7 separate regions of the Mus musculus genome follow, and all the other regions are linked to region 4. Evidence: chromatin contacts called from public promoter capture Hi-C data. All regions are on one chromosome and are shown on one strand. Each heading gives the region's core, a stretch centred on a gene start, on an enhancer-like site or on the middle of the called end of the contact. The rest is flanking DNA. Distances are from core to core; before and after follow the strand shown. Region 1 holds the start of Evl (Ena-vasodilator stimulated phosphoprotein). Region 2 holds the start of Tedc1 (tubulin epsilon and delta complex 1). Region 3 holds the start of Cdca4 (cell division cycle associated 4). Region 4 holds the start of Hsp90aa1 (heat shock protein 90, alpha (cytosolic), class A member 1). Region 5 holds the start of Btbd6 (BTB (POZ) domain containing 6). Region 6 holds the start of Cep170b (centrosomal protein 170B). Region 7 holds the start of Cyp46a1 (cytochrome P450, family 46, subfamily a, polypeptide 1).

The links. Promoter capture Hi-C pulls out the DNA fragments that hold promoters and counts their contacts. Capture Hi-C pulls out chosen DNA fragments and counts their contacts.
Region 1: a promoter capture Hi-C map of maxillary cranial neural crest shows a contact between it and region 4. The contact joins the promoter of Evl here to the promoter of Hsp90aa1 in region 4. A contact is called at or near these places in 2 of 39 promoter capture datasets (hippocampal neurons and maxillary cranial neural crest).
Region 2: a contact with region 4 is called in a promoter capture Hi-C map of liver, with 6 times the contacts expected there. The contact joins the promoter of Tedc1 here to the promoter of Hsp90aa1 in region 4. A contact is called at or near these places in 2 of 39 promoter capture datasets (liver and neutrophils), 1 of 115 datasets of contacts at active chromatin or transcription factors (bone marrow-derived dendritic cells) and 1 of 9 other capture datasets (liver).
Region 3: a promoter capture Hi-C map of liver shows a contact between it and region 4, with 2.5 times the contacts expected there. The contact joins the promoter of Cdca4 here to the promoter of Hsp90aa1 in region 4. A contact is called at or near these places in 1 of 39 promoter capture datasets (liver), 1 of 115 datasets of contacts at active chromatin or transcription factors (astrocytes) and 1 of 9 other capture datasets (liver).
Region 5: a promoter capture Hi-C map of liver shows a contact between it and region 4, with 5 times the contacts expected there. The contact joins the promoter of Btbd6 here to the promoter of Hsp90aa1 in region 4.
Region 6: a contact with region 4 is called in a promoter capture Hi-C map of liver, with 11 times the contacts expected there. The contact joins the promoter of Cep170b here to the promoter of Hsp90aa1 in region 4. A contact is called at or near these places in 2 of 39 promoter capture datasets (liver and pre-B cells).
Region 7: a promoter capture Hi-C map of pre-B cells shows a contact between it and region 4, with 11 times the contacts expected there. The contact joins the promoter of Cyp46a1 here to the promoter of Hsp90aa1 in region 4. A contact is called at or near these places in 1 of 39 promoter capture datasets (pre-B cells) and 1 of 115 datasets of contacts at active chromatin or transcription factors (astrocytes).

The regions. Positions count from the first base shown.
Region 1 is chr12:108,553,420-108,556,344 of GRCm38.p6, reverse strand. It overlaps Evl (Ena-vasodilator stimulated phosphoprotein), which reads right to left and starts at 1,625. Exons shown (of 13, transcript NM_007965.3): 1 at 1,132-1,625. The coding sequence starts at 1,136. Gm16596 (predicted gene, 16596) reads left to right here and starts at 727. Exons shown (of 3, transcript NR_045753.1): 1 at 727-966.
Region 2 is chr12:113,154,893-113,158,100 of GRCm38.p6, reverse strand. Tedc1 (tubulin epsilon and delta complex 1) reads right to left here and starts at 1,680. Exons shown (of 8, transcript NM_134041.3): 1 at 1,530-1,680; 2 at 1,348-1,426; 3 at 738-940; 4 at 374-523; 5 at 1-32. The coding sequence starts at 1,664.
Region 3 is chr12:112,828,040-112,830,794 of GRCm38.p6, reverse strand. Cdca4 (cell division cycle associated 4) reads left to right here and starts at 1,274. Exons shown (of 2, transcript NM_001359234.1): 1 at 1,274-1,489. Gm52009 (apical junction component 1 homolog) reads right to left here and starts at 2,094. Exons shown (of 2, transcript XM_030247054.1): 1 at 2,085-2,094; 2 at 519-1,787. The coding sequence starts at 2,094. The coding sequence ends at 1,003.
Region 4 is chr12:110,695,113-110,697,968 of GRCm38.p6, reverse strand. It overlaps Hsp90aa1 (heat shock protein 90, alpha (cytosolic), class A member 1), which reads left to right and starts at 1,574. Exons shown (of 11, transcript NM_010480.5): 1 at 1,574-1,717; 2 at 2,289-2,450; 3 at 2,551-2,856. The coding sequence starts at 2,289.
Region 5 is chr12:112,975,040-112,978,045 of GRCm38.p6, reverse strand. Btbd6 (BTB (POZ) domain containing 6) reads right to left here and starts at 1,483. Exons shown (of 4, transcript NM_201646.2): 1 at 1,064-1,483; 2 at 897-987; 3 at 675-793; 4 at 1-542. The coding sequence starts at 1,440. The region is part of intron 5 of Brf1 (BRF1, RNA polymerase III transcription initiation factor 90 kDa subunit); the gene reads left to right.
Region 6 is chr12:112,720,670-112,723,458 of GRCm38.p6, reverse strand. Cep170b (centrosomal protein 170B) reads right to left here and starts at 1,285. Exons shown (of 19, transcript NM_001024602.3): 1 at 1,077-1,285. It overlaps Gm46382 (proline-rich extensin-like protein EPR1), which reads left to right and starts at 1,293. Exons shown (of 2, transcript XM_017315329.2): 1 at 1,293-1,898.
Region 7 is chr12:108,332,842-108,335,839 of GRCm38.p6, reverse strand. It overlaps Cyp46a1 (cytochrome P450, family 46, subfamily a, polypeptide 1), which reads right to left and starts at 1,524. Exons shown (of 15, transcript NM_010010.2): 1 at 1,276-1,524. The coding sequence starts at 1,394.

The DNA of each region.
Region 1 (2,925 bases), core at 376-2,875, 2.1 Mb after region 4:
CACCAAACACACACAAATGGACAATCAGTCGCTTTAGTCAACCAGAAACTGCAAATTAAAACCCTGATGGAATGTCACTTCACACTCACCATAATGGCTAAAATTTCACACAGACAATACCAAGAGGTGTCAGGAATTTTTAAACAAGGGCTAGTAAATGCTTGCTGGTATAAAGTGATAACATGATTTTGGGGATTTAGTTCTATCAACTACGACAAAAGATGTACATGTTTTTTATGTAAAAAAAACCAAACAAACAAAAAAACGAAACAAAACAAACAGACAAACAAAAAACCCAACTTACTTGTGGGTAGGGAAACTATCTACTCAATAGATATGAATGCTTTAGGAAGTACACCCACCGGCATATTCATTGCAACGTTAATGGGGAAAAGCTACACACAACTCAAAAGTCTACTAACAGTAGAATGGATACAGTGTGTACTATCTATACTATGCAGGACAGTAAGTAGATAATAGAAACACTATGGACGAACTTCAGAAATATCTTTGATGAAAGTAGGCAGACACAAAAATTACAACAGTGCATTATTTGATTTAAACAGTTCACAGAACAGGTGAACCGAATCTACAATTGGACGCTACGGTGTTTAAGAAAGATGTGCCTAGAAGATAAAATTGCACAGAAAAAAAGAAAAAGAAAGAGAGAAAGAAAACCCGGCATACGCTGCCCCGCGCCCCACCCCACCCCAGAAAGCAGGCTAAGGTTAGTCTGGAAAGGAAGGCTGGGTGCAGCAAATGAAGAGGGCACGCGGGTTTCTGGGTGTTGACAAGGTTCTAGCTGAGTGGCACATCAAAAGCCGTACCTTTTGGGGTTGCACACTCTGAGGGTTGGCAAGAGAAAGGGGACAGGTCAGAAGAGAAAGGTGAAGAGGAGAGCGCCCTAATGGAGAAGAGCTCCGTGCGGATGGCAAAGTGTGGACCGCCGGCGCGGCGCGCGCAGCGGTAAGGCACCGCAAGGCGGGCGCGGCCTCCCGCGGACCCCGCGGCCTGAGCGTCTTCTGGTGCTTGGGCCGCCGGCTGGGGGCTCTGGGGCCGCTTCGATGCCCGGGCACCCCACCCTCCACGCCGGGCGCTCCAGGCCTCGCTGCGCTCGAGGCCCCGACTCACCTCATCGTGGCTGCCGGGCGGGCACGGGGCCGGGGATGAAAGCGCGGCGCGACGGGACGCTAGCGGGGCAGCCGACCCCGGGCGCGGCGGCTCCGCGTCTGGCTGGGCTGCAGGCGGCGGCGGGGGCTCATCTTCTCCGGCGGGCGTCCGGGCCGCTAGCTGCGAGGCAGCGCGGCCGCGGCGGCGGCGGCGGTGGCGACTGACAGCTGGGCCCCGGCCCCTGCCATCTTGGCGGGCGCGCGTGCCCGGGCCGGCGCGTGCGCGTCCCGACCGCCCGCCGACGGGCCGGGGGAGGGGGCGAGCGGCGGGGTCTCGCGGGCGGGAGCGAGCGCGCGCGTCCGCCTGAGACTCGGGGCGGCGGCCGGAGGATGGGGTCCGGGGTGCGGGGTGCACGCGGGGCGGAGGACCCCTCCGCCCGCCGAGGAGACTGCGCGCGCCGACGCCCCTCGGTCGGCGGCCGCGGAGGGAATGAGCGCGCGCCGCAGCGAAGCTCCACACAAAAGGCGCGGGGCTCCGTGGTCCGCGCCTCTAAGAGGGCGGGGCGTGAGGGGCGGGGCAGGGGTGTGGCCCAGGTTCAGAGGGGCGGGGCGAAGCTTTGTGGAAAGGGTGGCTGGGCAACCGGGCCTGGGGGCAAGACGGGGGGCGTGGCCTAAGGTCCCAAAGGAGATACTGTAGCTTAGAGGAATGGGGTTAACTTAGTGAATTCCAGGGTCTTGTCTGCGAGAGAAAGACCGGGGCGACCTTAACGGGAAAGCTTAGGGATCTTAGGTCTAGGAGAGGCCTGGAGGATGGGGTTAGTAGGGAGAGACAAAGCGGAGCTCCGCGGAAAGGGCTGGAGGGTGGTGGGCCTGGGGCCGGGGTTTGGGGCGTTGACCTGGAGCTAGGCGAGCAGAGTCGGGCAGAGACCCCACAGAATCCCTGGTGGTGGAGGAGTTGTATAGAAAAGGGCAGGTGGAGAGGCTTAGGGCAAAGGGTGTGATTTGTGAGGCAAGGCTGAGCGGGGAGAGTGCCAGGAGGCACGTGGAGCCCTACTGAACCGGCTTTCCAGTGCATTCAGAACAGAGCATTATGGGCTGAAAGTTGCAATTTTTAAACGGATCCCTTGCTCTGCAGTACTGTTAGCAATGCCTGAGGTTATAGTTCTCCTAACCTCATGTGTTCCCTTCTTCCTGGGAACCAGATTGGTCTCTTTGTTACAGAAGAGCCTTGTCACATCCTAAGAGTTATGAAAATACTCAGGCCTCAGGTCACCTGAAGGTATTCCAGGTGTCCCCAGGAGAGTCCGGGTTGGTGCACACTTTTATTCCAGCCAGACATTGTGCTTTTCCACCAATCTCCAGGTGTCTGTCCCTGGGGTCTAACAAGTTGTTGCCATTCTGTAACTTGGAGGGAAGAATTAGTTGGTGGGTTTGCTGTAAAGATAGTGTCCTTCCTCTGCACCCCACACTAGAATCACTGACACTTTTGAGGAGAACCCATTTTCCAAAGCCAAGAACCGGTGGCCTCCAAAAAGAAATCTTTTTGAGGCCACATGTTTCAAAAACTGTTTAACTTTTTGTAACATTTTATATCAGAAGAGTGGGAAACACCAAGTTCTTCTACATCCAAGGAATAAAGCCTTCTTTCTGCTTTGCTCAAGAGAGGTTGGCTTCAAATGGCTAGCTGTTAGGGAAAGGGGAAGGGCGGGTGGGGGTAGGGAGAAATGTGAGCAAGTCCCTTTCAGTCTGTTTCCTACTGACCTTGGTGCCTCAACAGATCCTCAGCAGCCTGTAAGGTGAGCTTCGGGATTCCCAC
Region 2 (3,208 bases), core at 431-2,930, 2.5 Mb before region 4:
TGGCTGTGGCATCCCTGCGTGTACAGGTGGATCTGTAATAGGTAAAATAGCCAGGCTGGGGAGTAGCTCCCAGCAAGATCTTTCAGCCGAATATGGGCACCTTTAGAGACCACTTATAACCAGAAAGGACAGAGCTGGGCTCAGGATACCCCAGTAATACTGGGGGCAGAGGCTGCAGAAGGGCACCAGACAACTTCACCGAGGGCTTCCACACCTTGCTCACCAGGACACAGGTAAAGCACGGTCCGTCCCTGCTTGTAAAGGTCAGAGTTGGGATAAGCCCAGCAGTCCAGTGGTCCAATAGTGGTGACAGAGATGGACCCCAGGGAAAGGCAGCCTGGGCACAGGGTGAAGAGCCATGTGCCTGTATTACCTTGCTGAGGAGGATACACTGCTCCTGCTGACTAGAGATCAGGCATCGCCACCTAAACCGCAGCCTTCCCATCAGCCATTCCACTAGTCGGAGATCCACGGGGCTCTTTGGTTCCACAAAGGGTGCAGGAGGACCAGGACTGGTTGGGGCCTCACAGTAGAGAGGGAACAAGAGTCAGCCCTGCTATACATCCCATATCTCGAGGAAGGACCAGGACAGGGAAGCTGTACTACTGACGTACATCCTCAGCTTCAAAGCTGGATGAGAACCACACCAAGGGCAAATACCACATGAGCTGGAAGCCCGGAGAAATCCACGGGTTCTGGGCAAAGCAGGGCTCTGACACCCTCAATTACATACTCACCTCCCACTGGGGCAACTGGTCACCCAGCTGCACACGGGTCTGGGCAAGCAGCTGCTCAAGCAAGGGTCCTCGGGCGAGGAGCCAAGACAGGGCCAACAGCAGTTCCCGGCTTCCCTGAGAACTGCCGTCTGGAAATTGTAGCAGCACAGACCTGGGGTAGCCTTGGGAGCCCAGTGCTGATTTCACCACACAGGCTTGGGCCTCTGGAGTGGGAAATGATCAGATCAGGGGGTGCTAACCTGGAGATTTCACCTGGATCCCTCTGGGGACCTGAGAGCACCCCCTAAGCTTAGAACCTGCTAAGCGTGGACTAAGGAGGCGAGATCTGAGAGTCTATGAGGAGGCAAAGTGATAACCAACGGGCAGGATTTCTGTGAGTGGTTGGCCAGTCTCAGCGTTTCACTGGAGTGATAAAGCCACTACTACCCAGGTAAGCGTGGTAAAGGCTAGTGGGAACTTATACTAATGGAAGTGGGCGCAACAGCGAGAGGAGCAGGTGCCTGCAGGAAGGGAGGAAACAACAGAGGAGCTTTGATGGGGCGGGACTTGGTGGGTTAAGACAAAACTACAATAGCCTTGGGGAGCGGCTTTCTGAGAGGGCGGGGCTTACCTGGGGCAAGGTCGGTCCAGGTATTGTTTGCAGCAAGCGGTGAGAGCACGCGCAAGAGAAGCTGCCAGAGCACTGGAGCCTGAAGCAAACGAGGAGTTTGTAGTCAGCGGGTATCAGGTGTCACCTACATCAGCCCAGGCAACGCCTGCCCCGACCCCGACCGCCTACTCGAATAGCCTCACCGCCTCAGGTCGATCGAACTTGGCGCGGCGGAAGATTTCTGGGCTGGGCCCAGCAGGCAGGCACCGACTCAGCGCGGCGACAGCCTCAGGCAGGGCCCGGGCAGCCCCTTCCACCCGGCTCCGCCGCCGCCGCATACAGCCAGCACTAGACAGCCTCGGATTGCCCGCTCGGGACCCCGACCAATCACAGTTCCGGATGAGGCCCGCCTTCTCCCCTCAGGCCCAATGAACGATGACTCTGGCGTTTGAGTGCCTACCAGTCTATCCCGTAGGCAGGCACTTCCGGGGTCGGGGGCGGGGATTGGAGGTGCCAACTCCGTTGGAACTCACCAATCAGCACCTCGACTTATCAACCGCCTTAGCAACCCCGGGCTAGGGAAGCGCGAGGCTGGAGGGCGCGCATGCGCCCGAGGTGTTCCCTGGAGGAGCGGAGGAAGGAGCAATGTGGCTCCACCCAGCCACGAAGGGAGTGTCTCTGCGAAGCCGCCCTGGAAGGAACCCGCCGCCAGGGGTCGCCAGGCCTCCGCGAGAAGCAGCTGAGCCCTGCGAAGTGGGTGGGGAGTTCCGGGGGCCACGTCGCCAGAAGTCTCTTCGGAAAGCCATCCTCCCTCTCATGTACAGCCAGCCCCAGACTTCCTTGTCCCCATATTCATTCTTCCTCCAGCCACTAGAAGAGCAGTTTTTAAGGAAAATTCTCCACTTCATAAAAGGGTGCGGCCCTCTCTTTTAAGGTTGAACTTAGTTTTGCACTCAGCCCTTCAGGAGCAATCTTGGTAAGCTTTGAGAATCCCGCAAGGATTCACAGTAGCTACATGACAATGGCAGAATGAACCCAGAGTGCAACCTGATGCACGGGGAAAGACATGCAGTCGGCAACTATCCTCCGCAACCGGCATGAGCCTACTACGTGGCTACAACCTAGGTGAAGCCAGAGCAGCCTCTGTGGGAAGCCGGATGCGAAAGATCACATTATGTGCGCCAGTGCGTGTGGAGGAGGGCCGGACAAAGGCCGGACGCTGCCAACGGTGATCCAGAGACAAGCCTGTAGGCGACGAGTGGCAGGAAGAATTGCTGGGGCGAGACCTGAACGCTCGAGCGGACACAAACTAAGCTTTGTGCCCTCGATGTCGCCACCAAAAATAGTTGGAGCAGCGGACAGACAGTACTGCGTGTACTCTGCATCTCAAAGCTAGGAAAGAAGAGGCAGGTGGAGAGGGAGAGGGTGCGGTGCGGAAAAGGAAAGTGAGGTGAGAGGGAGGGGCAGAGCTGTCCCTTGGCACCTGCCAGTTTAACGGCGGTCTACAGGATGGCCACGCCCTCCGGAAGTGCGGAGACTGCGGGCTCACCTTTACCTTGACCCTCCCTGTGTTTTGCTGCAGACCTTCCTCTGCTCATCTGGATACCTTCAGCTATTCTGCCTCAGGGTCTCCTCCTTCCTGGCCCCTTGCCACACAGCAAATGGCCTCGCCCAGCTAGTTTCTACCTGCTCTTCCTGCCCTCGCTTCAGAGCCATGCTATACTGCACACCTTAAACACGAAGCGCCCTGAAAAGCACAAAGACTTGAGTTCTTGTCTACTGTGCCAAGGAACTCCTGATACACCCTTATGGAACTCTCTGCCGCTTAGGCTTCTTTGCAATACTATACACTTCCCTCACCTGACCTGCTCATTCCTACAGG
Region 3 (2,755 bases), core at 25-2,524, 2.1 Mb before region 4:
GCTGCACCTGGCAACCAGAACCCAGTGACATCGCTCACTCAAGATAGTCAGACACAGTCCTAGTACCCCATATCTACTGGACAGTATGTAAGCAGAGACCAAGAACAATGCTCTGTCCTGCACATCTGGAGAGAAGCCACCCTGATTTGCCCTGCAGCTGGAGAGTCTCCCTAGGATCCTGAACCTTCCAGGATCAGAGACTTATGTTAGAGCCTGGACCTGACCTTCAGCTAAGATACCTAGACAGGTGAGCAGTGTTGGGGAGACAGGCTTAGGACCACATAGGAATTGAGAGTGTGAATGACCCTCAGCATAATGAAACATAACTTTTGTTACACTACTTGTTATACTAACTACACGTTAGCTTACTCAAGACACTCAGGGATTAAGAATACTTGCTGTTCTGACAAAGGACCTGATAAGGTTGTTAGCACCCACACTGAAGCCCACAATCACTTGTAGGCTCGAACATGAAATACAGTCATACATGCAGACAAAACAATGACACACACAGATAAGTAAATCCAAAAATAATAGTAATTCAAAAGAAAAACCATGCTAGTATCCAGGTCAAAGTTTGATGGCATGCCTTTCCATCAAATAAAGGGCAAGTATGCCCAGGAATGGGAATGCATTAGTGAGCTTAGGTGAACCACGAAGCCACAAAGACACGATGTGATGTGTATGCCGTATACTTTCTCTTATGGCACCGGTTTTTCTCTCGAACGCTCATTCATTAGAAGTCCCGGTCGGAAGGAGTTTCCAGTCTTTTCCAGCAAACGAGCTTGCTCCCTGTGCTAATGTGGCATCCCCACTGAACATTCTGCATCCACTCACCTTCCCACCTCACTCCATCCCCCAACCAACGCCGTCCGGACTTGGTGTCCTCGTTAAGATCTTGTGCACTACCAGGACCTTATATTTTAATTTTTCTCAGTTGGAACTCGAACCAGGACCTGTTCAGGGATGCCACCACCGAGCCTCGTTCAACCCTTCTATGTCTCAGAGAAGGTGTAGACATCGGCCATGCCCAGGGCTGGCATTAACCGCCCCGCTGTGAGTCAGGAGGGCCAGGATAACGAAGGAGACTCGGGCACCGGCGCGAGGGGGCGCGGCAAGCACCCTGGGGGCGGGGCCAGGCGCAAGGAGACCTGGGAACTGGGGCGGTGGCCAGGCGCGCGGAACCCTGGGAGCGGAGCGCGCGGAACCCTGGGAACGGGTCGAGCCGTCGACAAACAAGGGATCGGGGGCGGGGCGGGGCGCGGGGAGACTTGGGAACGGGGGCGGGGCGGCCCAGCGCGCGAGCCTAACGGCTGAGGCCGAAGCGCGGGAGACGCGGCCGGCGAGGCTCCGCCTTGCGTGGGTTTGAACAAAGCTCCACCCCGCACGCCACCAATCGGCGCTCGTGCGGCGGCGCCATGGCGACCCTTTGTGGGCGCTGACCGATCCGGGTGCCCGAAGGAGTGGCGGGGTCTGCCTTGCGGCGCCGGTAAGTGTGTAGCTGGTTTGCGCCTTCGAGCTTCTGCGGCATGGGCGGCGTCGGCGCAGAGCACCCCCGGGGCGGTCGGGCGGCCTCAGGGTCCTCGGGCTTCCTGCGCCGGCCGCCCTTCGGCGCTCACGACGCCGCGGCGTGTTGAGTGACACATACCGAGAGCCGGAGCGGCGGGTCTGAGCTGGCCGTCCCGCCCTCCGCCCACGCTCCCCTGCTTCCGCTCTCTCTTCCTCCCGTGGCCTTGCCTTTCTCCGCGGTCCCCTCTTCTTTGGTTCACCCCGCGTCGGTCTTCCACCTCACCTTTCGAGCTGGCCGCCGCTTGCTGTGCGCAGTTTCGGGGGACTGGACCTTCCCTGGCTTTTAGCAGCGCCGAGCCCCAACCGTCTGTCTGCTGGCCAGGGACCGATTCCCGATTCCGGGAGGGCTGGGTGGGCTCCGTGCAGCCGCCCGCCTGGTGAGTGTTGGCCTTGCGCTCTTTTCTTTGTTTCTTGGATTTTCATTCCCTTGAGAAGTGTCTTGTGTTGCCTGCCCTTCCCCTACTGCAGTAGACCCCACTTCCTTCCAAACTCATCATTTATGGCCTAGTAGGTACTGCCTGGCATCGGTGGAACTTGGCCGGAACCCGGGCTCTGTCTTTGCTAGCCTGTCCTGAGGCCAATTGTAACTAGAAAAAGCCTCCAGAAACCTTTTCTAAAGTTTTTCTCCCCTAGGTAGGGTCACCAGGGAAGGGACTTCTTCCAGCACTTGAAACAGACGTACAGCACCCGCGTATTTCCTCCTGGTGGCCTTTGTATCTGACATACGAGATGGCAGAGCTGAGCTGGACACTGATCTAAACGATTCTGGGAAACGTTTTCTGCAAGCATAGTCGTTTGTCTCATCAACCTAATGCATTCAGAAATCTCCCCATTTTAGAGGTGCTAGTCTTAAAAGGAAGGCAGGCAGGCAGGCATAAGAAAGCCCCACATCCTTCCAAGGGTCACTGATACAAAGTCTGAAGCAGACGTAGTGGGACAATAAACTCCATCAAAGGACCATCAAGTTCACTGGCCCCAGGATTTTTCCAACTAGTCCCTCGCCCCAGTTGCTCTTTGAGGAAGTATTTTAACACAGTTGTGATTTTCGTTTTGTTTTTGAGACAGGGTTTCCTGCAGGCCAGGTTGGCCTCAGACTCACAGTGCAACCAGAAACAACCTTACTCTCCTTCTCTCTGCTTCCCAAGTCTGCCACCATGCCCAACTTGGAAACCATTAACTTGTGGTT
Region 4 (2,856 bases), core at 325-2,824:
TCTTTCTTCCCCCCAACTCCCCCAGACAGGGTTTCCCTGGTTGTCCTGGAACTCACCCTGTAGACCAGGCTGTCATCAAACTCAGAAATCCACCTGCCTCTGACTCCCTCCCGAGTGCTTGGATTAAAAAGGCTTATGCCACCACTGCCTGGCTTCCTCTTTCCCGGCTTCTTTTCTTTCTAAGCTTTTATTTATTATTTTATGTGTATTGGTGTTTTGCCTACATGTATGTTTGTGTGAAGGTGTCAGATATTGGAGTTATGGACAGCTGTGAGCTGCCTTGTGGGTGTTGGGAATTGAACCTGGGTCCTCTGGAAGACCAGTCCATGCTTTTAACCACTGAGCTATCTCTCCAGCCCTTTTCTTTCTAATCTTAGTAATCGTTTTGTCAGCAGGAAAAGATGCGGAAATAGGAAATACAGGGTGGGAGTAACCCAAAGGAAAGGTATGGGGAGTGAAACCGAAGCCTATATTAAAGATAAACAAACAAGGAAACTATCTTTTGGGTCACGTTAATCGCCCAAAGTAACTTCGTATGTACACCATATGAAGGTGCTTCAAAAATCAGGATAGAGTGTTTTATATGACCATTTTTTGACTGCGTGTGCCTGTGCACCATGTGTGTTCCTGGTGCCCGTGGAGGCCAGAGAGGATAGTTTATTTCCAAGAACTGTAGTAACTGGTGGTTGTGAGCTGCCTTAACGTGCGTGTTTGGCACCACTAACTGCTCCCAGCCATCTCTCTAGTCCTTTACACTTATTTTCACACTGTGCGAGTGTGTGTGTGTATGGGCACGTGGGAGACACAGCGCTGAAGGCTAGCTTTTTTTCCCACGCTCTGGGTGGCAGATATCAAACCCAAGCACCTTTACTGGAAGAGCCATCTTTCCAGCCCCAAAATTACAGTAAATTAAGGTAGCACAAATTTGATACAAAATCCCTCACAACGCCCAATTTGAGGGTCATAGCTTTTGGTCAAAGAGAAATCCCCAAGCACTCTGGACGGATTTGTAAGACCCACCGTGTAAGGTCTCTCAGTAAGCCCACTGTAAGGCTTCAGAACACACTCCAGCGGGGTCAGCCCTGAAATTCAGACTACGCAACCAGAACCCCAGTCCGGGAGGCGCCCCACCCATCAAGGTGGAAGCCAGGGGGGGGGCGGGACTCGCCTCCTGCGGGGTCCGCGTTCCCAAAGGGAGCCCGAAGGGGGACCTTTTGCCTGCAAGGACCTAAAGCGCCGCAGAGGACCGCGAGGTTCACACAACACGCGCGCGTTCCCATGGGGACGTCCCTTTTACAGAGCGCCGGGGAAAAGAAGCCTTAGACCACAGGGCTCACATGGAGGCTTCAGGCGCATGCGCTGGCCGGCCCGTCCGCGCGCGCGCGTGCGGCCCGGGAAGGCGCCCGGCCCGCCGAGCGTTCCGGACTGCGCATGTGCAGAGCACCTGGCTGTGGAGGAGGGGCTTGCGTTCGTTCTCCGCGCGGGTTCGGCGCGCTCCAGGTGGAGGGGCGGGGCCCGTCCATTGCGCAGGCGCGGGCGCGCGGCCGAGGCGACGGTTGGGGAGGGTTCTTCCGGAAGGTTCCGGAGGCTTCTGGAAAGAAGCGCCGCGCGCTGGGCGGGCCCGCCTCTATATAAGGCCGGCGCAGGGGGCGGCGCGCCAGTTGCTTCAGTGTCCTGGTGCGGAGCGTCACGTCTCGTGCGTGTTCATTCAGCCACGGTGAGTGATGGCGCAGGCGGACTTAGCGGGGGCTTGGGGAGCAGGGCCGTAGGTTGCTGGCGCCGCGGCGGCAGCGGGGCCACCATCCGAGTTCCCTCAGCCCGCGGAGGTGGGCGGCCATGGCTTCCGACCCTAGGCCCCAGGCGGGCCTCATATCTACGCCCCAGGCCGGGGATGCGGCAATGGCCGCCGAGGAGGAGCGGTGGCGGCGGCGAGGCGGGCGCGGGGCGAGCGAAGCGAGGGTTGGGCTGTCGCCGGTGCCGCCGAGGCGCGGGCGGGCGAGGGAGGCGCCATAGCGGCGGGTTGGGGGAGGGTGGCCGTTAGGAACGGCGTGCGTGGAGCCGCCCGGGTCCGAACGTCCTCCCGGAGGCGCGCACATGCGCTTCGTAATTACCGCATTCTGAAATGAGGTCATCCCTTTGTCATCCACCCCCCGCCCCGTCGCCCTTTTCTATTTCGTCCCTTTCTTAGTCCAAAATAGAGTCGGTAAGAGACCTCTATAGAGGAGGGGCGGTCGTTAGCACGCCTGCAGCCATTCTGTGAGGCTTTAGAGTCGTCCTCTGTGTTCCAGATGCCTGAGGAAACCCAGACCCAAGACCAACCAATGGAGGAGGAGGAGGTCGAGACCTTTGCCTTTCAGGCAGAAATTGCCCAGTTAATGTCCTTGATCATCAATACCTTCTACTCGAACAAAGAGATCTTTCTGAGGGAGCTCATCTCCAATTCATCGGACGTGAGTATACCACTTGGAGGATTGGACGTTGCTTTCCCTGAAAATTTCACCTTGGGGTTTGCGCTTGACGGTTTTTTCATTTTTAATCTTTTCTTAATAGGCTCTGGATAAAATCCGTTACGAGAGCCTGACGGACCCCAGTAAACTGGACTCGGGGAAGGAGCTGCACATCAATCTCATTCCCAGCAAACAGGACCGAACCCTGACCATTGTGGATACCGGGATTGGAATGACCAAGGCCGACTTGATCAATAACCTTGGCACCATTGCCAAGTCGGGCACCAAAGCCTTCATGGAGGCTTTGCAGGCTGGTGCAGATATCTCTATGATTGGCCAGTTTGGTGTTGGTTTTTACTCTGCCTATTTGGTTGCTGAGAAAGTGACTGTCATCACGAAGCATAACGAC
Region 5 (3,006 bases), core at 234-2,733, 2.3 Mb before region 4:
GGAGGGGCTTTTTGGCAGCAGTGTACCAAAGGAAGATGTTGTGGGTCTCTTCTAAGGTCAGGATGTCTGACTGGGCGGCACCATTGGCAAACTCCTCTAAGGTCATAGTTGGAATTCGGACCAGGTAGAGGGCTCTTCCCAAAACATGCCTCTTGTTGTGAGGAGTGACTGGGAGGCCCTGTCTCTTACATTCTGCCTCAGCCCAGTTCAGGACGGCCTCGAAGACCACAGCCTCCTTGGTATTGAGGGCCTCCCTGGTCACAATGATCTCCAGTGTCTGCCGGTCAATTTCACAGAAGCCTTCAGACCTCAGGGCCATTTCAGCTTGTGCATCAATGACTTCCCAGCATCTCTGGGTCAGTTCAGGCTCCTCAAACAGTCGGCTCTGGGACAGCAGGACACAAGCATTTTTGGCTTCCAGACTTGTTTCCAGAAAGTTGACGCAGGCCTTGGCCAGGGCAGGCACGATGTACTTCTTAGCAGCATACAGAGTGGCAAGCACTGTGTCCGCCTCCAGGTCGATCTCATCGCTGTACATGTACCTGCGTAAGGCAGGGGCTCTCCTGGGGAGCTGCAAGGGCTCCCCTGCACAACCTCTGGGGTTGTAGCAAACAGGTAGGGGACCATTGGAAGGTAACCACCCCATCCTTCCAGACCCAGCGCACAGCACTTACTTTAGCAAGACCAAGAAGGCAGCAGGCTCCACATCGGGAATGTGGATTTCTGACTTCACTTCCGCAAGATCCCCGTAGAACATGGCATAGAAGACGGAGCTGCCGACAGCCAAGACATACTGTGGATGAAAGAAAACCACCTGAGCTACAGGGCAGTAAACAAGGTCCAGGGAGACGCACCTAGCCAGGCCCACCAGGGGACAGGGCTGCGCCCTTACCCACCTTGTGGGCGGGCACACGCCTGGCAGCCCCCAGAGCCCCCACGATGAAGTGGACGTCAGCCATCAGCTCGTTGTTGAACATGAGCGCATTCCTGCAAAGGGCAGAGGCACACGGGCTGGAACGGCGCGCGCCCGGGCTCCAGAGCCCGGGGGCGGGCGGCGGCTCACCTCTCGCGCAGCGTAGGATGGAAGGACTGCCAGTTGGGGCTCTCGGGATTGTTGTTGTCTGGCAAGGGCGGCGCGGGCAAGGGCGGCAGCGGGGCGGGTGCCAGGCAGGGCGGGCAGCAAAGCCCGACCTTCGTGCTCTCGGCTGCGCCTGCCGCGTTGCTGTTGGCGATGTCGGTGGCAGTAGCTGCAGAGGGACTGGCGGGCGGGTACAGTTCCGCGGCCATCTTCGCTACTGCCGGGGCGGGCTCCGCACTGGTCGGTGCTGCGCCGCGCGCCTTCGCGCCGCGACGGGGCCTGGGAAACGGCTCTGCGAGCACCAGCAGGGAGGTTAGGCACTGCGCCACCCGCCCATGCAGGCAGGCGAGCGGCAGCAGCATGGGGCCACGCCGGCCCTGCCCGCTACCCACCCGCACCCCACACCCCTCACCGAGCCCGCGGCTCGGCCGCAGGGGGCGCCGTCCCGCCCGTACCCACTGCTGCGGCGCCGGCGTCTCTCGTCACTGTGCGTCAAGACGCGACTCCTCGTTCCAGGGCCCCGCCCCTGGGGGAGGTGTTGAAGCTCCGCCCGGGTGCCCAGGTTTAAGGGCGAGTTGTGGTTGCACCTTCTATCACTCAGAAATGAGATTTTTTTTCCAACAGCTCAGGCTTTGAAAAATCACCTGACCCAGCTAGCTTTTCTTCGTGGAGGAAATGAGTCTCTAACGCAAGGCTTGATCTCCCTTTTTGTGTACAGCTTCTTTAACAGAGCACAAAGTCAAGGGCAGTACACCTGTTATGTCGGAATTTCTTTTTCTGTCATGAGTCTAGACCTCATGTGCCACAGGGTGACCTCAAACTTTCTACATAGACCTTCCTTTCTAAGTTGACTACTCCAATGGGTTACATTTTGTTTGCCAGTTTATCCAACCGTGTATATATCAACTCTATATCCCAGTTGTGCTGACCATAGGGAGGCAATTTTATCCTTTCCAGATCCTAATTGCAATTCTTTGGGTCTTTATCCAGAAGTGAGATGATTGGATAAAATGGTAGCTCTTGATTTCTCATTTTTATTTTATGGATGTGGATGTTTTGCCTGTACCTGGTGTTTGCAAAGGCCAGGAGAGGCTGTTGGATCTCCTAAGACTAGAGATACAGATGGTTGTGAGCTGTGAGCTGTGGGTAGATGGGTGCTGGCTCTTCAGCAAGAGCAATAACCACTCTTAAGCACTGAGTCATATCCAGTGCTTCGTGCTCCCCCCGCCCCTTAGGTTTTGAGACAGGGATTTTCTGTGTAGCGCTGACTGTCCTGGAGCTAGCCTCAGATCTGCCTGCCTGCCTCCTGAGTGCACCATCACTGTCCAGATACAGTTACTTGTTTGAGCAAACTTTGCAATGGCCTTTGTTCGTGCTTGTATTATTTATCAGTCCTCCACAGCGTGCACTGCTCTTTTCCCTCATCCTGGGTAAACCTTGTTATAATGTTCTGGGTTTTATAGAGGCTATGCTAGTGGATATGAGGTGGAATCTTGATTGCTGATGTCAACCTTTCTGTGTTTCTTGGTCATTTGTATATCTTCTTGGAAGAAGTACCTCCATGAGTCGTTTGCCCACTTTCCAATCAGTCTGCTTCTTCACTGCATTGAGCTCAGTCTTTAGGACAGATGCTTTCTCCCTTTTTTGTGGTTGTCTTGACTGGACAGACTCCTTTGCTGCATTGATTCTTTGCAGTCTGAAGTTACTATGTTTGTCTGTTTTTGCTTGTGTTAAATCATTGCTCTGTGTTCTCCATGGTTTTGCTATTGGTGGTGGTTGTTGTTATCTTTTTAATGTGTACACCTTTGGTCTGTTTGGGCAGAGTACTACATGTGACAGTAAACTTTGTTTCCAGCCTGTTTGCTGAAGAGACTGCCCTTACATCTTGTGTCCTCCCCGCCCCCTTTATTTGTTTGCTTTTTTTGAGA
Region 6 (2,789 bases), core at 36-2,535, 2.0 Mb before region 4:
CCCTTTCCTTAGGGCCCAGCTTGAGAGGCAAGGGCTAAAGGGGCAAGATTTCAATGCCCTTGCAGCCTCTAGGACCTCACTGGGTATCCATAGCCCCAACTCTCAGAAAGACCCAATCCTACTGGCAAAGGTGTCAGGGCTGTGGAGGGAGCCCCCCCCCCCCCCAGGCCCCAGACCCAGGGCGTCACTGAGCCTCCCAGCCCCACCCAGCCTGGATGTCTCCTACTCTGACATCACCTGCCTGCCATCATCTCACTGTGGACAGCAGGCACGGGGACACCCTTAGAGGAGAGGGAGGCCAACCCCCAGAGCCTGGTCATGGGGTGACCACTGCCACCGCCAGTCCAACTTGGAAAGGCTTCTGAGCCAGGGCTTGCTGTAGGAGGTTTGGGGCTAGGCTTAGCCCGGCCATCGTTGCTAGGAGGGAGAATAATAAACACCCCAAACTTGTCCCCTCAGCCGCGCCAAGCAGAAGAGCCACCACCCGAAGGTGAAGGAGGAGGTGGCGATGCAGATGCTGAGAGACAGTGGGAGGCAGGGAGCAGCCCCGTGGCTGAAAGGAGCAGACAGGAGGAGGTCCCCTCCTGGCCGCGGACAGCCCAGAGGCAGAGAAAGCAGGGAGACGGTGGCGGCTAAAGGGAAAGGAGAGAAGAGAAGGAAGACGGAGGGAGGGACCGCAGAAGGAGGGGGGACCGGGCACCCGGGAGGAGGCCGGGAGGCGGGCAGGCGCGCCAGGCCCAGAGGGGGAGGGAGCGGCGTTGTATCCTGAATCAGCGCTGGCCCTGCCCGGGCGGGGACCGGGCGCCCAGGTCTACCAGCTCGGCAGGCCGCGTAGACATGCGCGGGGCCAGGCCTTGTCGCCGGTGCCAGGAGGCCCCTCCCGGGCGCGCGCAGACATGGGCAGCATCGGCAAGCGCTGGCCGGGCCAGGTGTGCCGGGCCCTCGCCCAGCCCCTTCCTCACCGCCGCTTTTGTCCAGCCCCGCCCGCCCCGGTGTGGCCTGGAGGCACGCAGGTGCCCTGCTGGAGGCCCTGCCGCCGTGGGCGCAGGGCTGGCGCGGCCCCTCCTGCGTCCTACCTGTGCTCCCGCCAGGCCCGCGGCTCGCCCGCCCGGACGCTGCCCGGCCCAGCCCGGCCCTCTGCCCGCCCGGCCGAGCGCTGGGCGGGGCCGCCGCCTAGGACATGCCCGGCGCGGCCCGCACGCTGGCGGCAGCCCCGGCCGAGCCCACGGGCAGAGCGCCGGACCGCGGCCTCGCGCGGCGGGTCCCCTGACGTCTGCCGCGACACGCTCCGCCCCGGCGCGCCCCGCCCCCGTGATGCCCCGCCCCGCGACGCCCCGCCCCCCGGAAACCAGGTTAGGGCGGGCCAGCCTCAGCAGGTGAGCTGGACTCCGCAGCGCCGCCCCAGAGGTTACGCGCGGCCCCTCCCGTTCCGTCCACCCGTCCCGGCGCACCGGATCGGGCAACCAGGAACGGGCGATCACCTTTGTCCCCGGCCCAGCCTGGGGCGGCGCATCTCCGCCACCCTGTGCATTCAGACCCCCTTCTCTCTGGCGCTGGCTATCCCAGGGTTGCGAGAAAGGGCGTACGGCTGCCCAGCGTCCTGTCCCAGAGCCGAATAGTTAACATTTAACCACATTCCAGAAGCCCGAGCTCCAGCCGCTCTCCCAGCCCCAACCTTTGGCCTTTCAGCCCAGTGGAGGGGTGCAGGGCGAAGGAAGTAGGATGGATCCCAGAGGCCTGTGCGTCCAGCTGGGTCTCTTCCTCCTGCGCCCTCGACGTTGCAGGATAGGCCACGGGCTCGGGACAGGATGGTGGGCAAAGACACCAACGTACCTGGATGTCACAGTGGGCTGGACGGGGAGGGGCGGGGAACTCCGGAGGCTCTCCCAGTTCCTGAGGTAAGTTCTCACCGGCCGCTGGCTGGTGCCTGGTGCAACAATGGAGGTATCAGGTGTCCCTCTAGTGCCAAGGGGGAAAGGATTAGCGTGGGGCGGAGCGGCTTTGCAGAGTGGTGGAGAAAGTACTGTTCAGAGTGCATTCCTGCATTCCCGTTGAAGGGTACTAGTGAGGGCCTTGGCGGAAGTGGAATGCAGAGCAGAACTCCAGGCCTAGGAATGTGCGCTTTATCCTGCTGGTACAGGAGCTTCGTGAACCCAATCCACCCCGCCCAGGCTCCAAAGCCAGCGGGCACAGTTGCCCATCCCTGCCCTGTAGAAGGAGGTGGAAGGGGTTCTACACAACTCGAGAGTAGAGGCAAGCCCGCCAAGAGGAGACAGATAGGAAAAACTGCATGAGAATGTGCTAGGTTGTTGGGCCTGGCTGTGCGAGCTTATAGTACAGGCCCAAATGGGGGAGCCTGGCTTGCGGTATGGACAGAGGAGGAACCTGTAGCCTCGTGACCAATTTTGGATGTCATCCCAAGGACAGTGGGGCTCAGGAAGTTTGTGCCAGCTGAGACCTGATGAGATGAAGGCCTTGGAGAGAGCTCTAGATGTCTTTGTGGGCAAACGGGAGTACTTTGAGGGGGAGGCCAGGACTCCAGGGAGAGGCCAGGAACTGGAAGAGATGGAGGCAGAGGAGACTTGTCAGGTACTGGAAAGAGGAGGGCTGGGTACGTTCCTGTCTTCCTAGCCCATTTGTCCTTGCCAGGGTTGTTAGCCCCGGTCTCAGCTTCCGGGAGCTGTATGGGGATTTTGCAGTTTCTTCCTAGTAGACTGAGACTGTCCTGTTTCTGAGTCCCAACTCCCGAGCCGGGCTCTCCCATTCTCTTGGCTCTGTAAACAGCCCTT
Region 7 (2,998 bases), core at 275-2,774, 2.4 Mb after region 4:
CAGAATGTTCATATCCAGAGGTCTTTAAGAAATGTGTCTAATACCTTTGCTTATTTATTTATTCATTCAACAGATATTTATTTATTGAGCAATTAAGTGCAACATGCCAGGCCCTGGAGGTATGACACAAGCAAACCCAACATCTCTGCCCTATTTGGGCTCACATTTTAGCATGGGGCAATCAACAGGTGGGAAAAAAGGTGACTCCAGGGGTAGCCTTAAAATTACCGGGGCTGGGCAGGCTTCACATAGAGGGATTGGGACAGCCTGTTTGATATGAGAACAAGAAAATACCACTCACAGGCCAGAGAAGGTGAATGGGGAGAGCCAATGGAGAGATGTAGGGGACAGGCAGGCTTAGGGCAACCGTAGTATGCAAAGGGGGCAAGAGGGGACAGGTACTAAGTTGCCTGTGAACTTAGTAGTAGCTTGCTAGCTGTGTGGTATGGTTCATGTGAAACGGGATTTTTCAACTCTGAAGTGATGGGAAGCCCTTGGGACACTTTCATTACACATCTACTCTAAGCTTCAAAAAGCTCTTGCCAGGTATAGTGGCACAGGCCTTTAATCCCAGCACTCAGGAGGCAGAGACAGGCAGATCTCTCTGTGAGTTTTGAGGTCAGCCTGGTCTATAGTGAGTTCCAGAACATCCAGGGTTTTGAAGAGAAACCTTGTCTCCAAAAAAAAAGGGGGGGGGGTGAGAAAAGGAATAAGAAAGAAAAGGAAAAGAAAGGTAAGCTTTTGATGGGAGCCATTGGTAAAGTGGCCAAAAACGGAATGGAAATACTGAGGACAAATGGAATGTCCCAGGACAGAAACACAGAAACAGAAAAACGTGACGGGAGTACAGTGTTCAGTATTTGGACAGGTTGGCCCTGTCCAAGTCCTAAAGTTAGCAGCGTCCACTTCGAAAGCAGCCTAACCTGGGTTTAAATCTAGGCTTACCAACTGTGTGACCTTGGCAGGTGACTTCCCCGCGTGCGCCTCAGTCTGCAGGTCTGAACGATGGGGTAACAGCAGCGCTTACCTGACAGGACTGTAGCTGCCGACACATTTGTGCGGCCCAGCCAAGCGCGGTGGGCGCCCAGCAGCTGCTGCGGCTGTGAGTAATTTGTTACTAAGAATAGTTAGCGCCCCTCTCCGGGCCTGCGTCTCCGGGCTGGCCGTGCGTACAAGACGAGGCTGGACCCCCGTCCTGGGCGCTGGCTCTGACGCGGTCCCCAGACCCCGCGATCGAGAGCCCCAGCCAGGCCCCCGCCCCCACCCCCCGCTCACCTGGGCCGCGGCGGCCCGGGGATGTGCTCATAGCGGCTGCGAGCGCGATGCACGAAGGTGCAGCAGAGGCCGAAGGCGAGCAGGACGGCGCTGCCGAGCAGCAGCAGCCCGGGGCTCATGGCTCGTGGTCGGCGCCGGTGCAGAGGGGGCCGGAGGCTGCGACCGACTAGCTGTCAGCGCTGCGCGCCGCCTCGGCCCCAGGCCCCGCGCTCACCAGCACCGCCCCCGCCGCTCGGCTCCGCCCCCGCTGGCTCGACCCCGCCCCGGGCACGCGGACCCGCCAACCACGTCTCCGCCTCCAGCCCTAGCTCTCAGGACCCGCCCCCGCACGGCCACGCCCTCTTTGAGGCCCAGCCCCAGCCGCCACGCCGTTCCCGCCCAGAGCGATAAGTATTCACCAATCACAACCTGGCTTTTGGCTCAGACTTTGAGGCCACGCCCCTTCTACCCTCTCTTGAGCTCAGACTCCACCCCGAAGTCGCCCCGCCCAGAACGCGTTGTCCTGGCAACCTCGCTTCCTGGGCGCAAGCTGCCCAGGCGGCGGCGCAAATCCCGTCCGCTGGCTCCGCCCCTTTGGCCTCGCCAACTGTCTCTCCGCGTGCAGTGCCAGGCCTCTTCCTTTCTCGTGCAAACCTTCTGAAAACCCTTTCCCAGCCCTCCAATCCCCGTCTTGCGCTGACTGTTCTCAAACATCTCCCTGAAACCTTAGCGCCCCAAAGTTAGTCAATCCCAAATGTCCTCGCGCTGCGCCTTCATTGCAGGTCGGTGCAAGCCTTGCGCCCGCTGTGTGCCAGCGTCCGCCCGGAGGCGGAGGACAAGATCCTAGCAGGATGCAGGAGTTCCTGGGCCCGGGAAAACCATAATCCTGAGTATGGGTGATGGTCCATAGGAATGTGCTGGGCTGTGCTCCGCCTTCTCACCCGGTGGAAGCGCAAAGTGCTCCTCACTTCCGAGTTTCAGTTCCCGTGGGGGACGCTCAGATAGGCCTGCAGTGGATGGGAGGGCCAGATGTGCGCTCTCCTTGACTAGATAAAGAGCCTCGGGATTGGGGAGTGGGGGCTCTGAAGACCTCGAGAGAAGGTCGGTTTCTGACTACTCCGAGACCTTGGTTAGGTCCTGGAGGGGTCTGAAGACAGAAAAACAGGAAAAAAGTGTGGACCGTGTGCCTACATTTCCGGGTATACAGGACCAGCCCCCGGGAGGGACATATCAGGGATCCGTGAGCTGCAGGTGACGGGGAGAGCTTTAGGAGCTGTGCTTGATTTCGGTCTGGAGAGGCCACCTCAGCCTGAACAAGACGGGAAGCCAAGCATCCAACCGGGGACTGGCCTCTGAGTGGCATTAGGGGGATGTGGCTTGCCACCGCGCCCCCGTGTGGTAGCGAGCGGCAGTCGCATGTGCGCAACAGGGACCTCCCGTGGCCCTGCTTGGGGGCAGAGGAAGGTCAGCCAGTTTAGTTTAGCCATTTGTGAAAGCTCCTGAATTGAGAGGAGATGAAGGCATGAGACTGCGAGGAGGGTGTAGACTTCTTGCGTGCTTTTAGGCGAGTTAAAGAGAGTAGACAGCAAAGACCGTGGGGCATCGTGGTGCTCACAGGAGAAAGGATCAAAAGTTCGAGGCTAGGTGGATATGGTGGGTGATACACACCTTGAATCTCAGCACTGGGAAGGCAGACCAGGCCAAGACTATACAGAAACCCTGTCTCAAAAATAAAATATTTTAG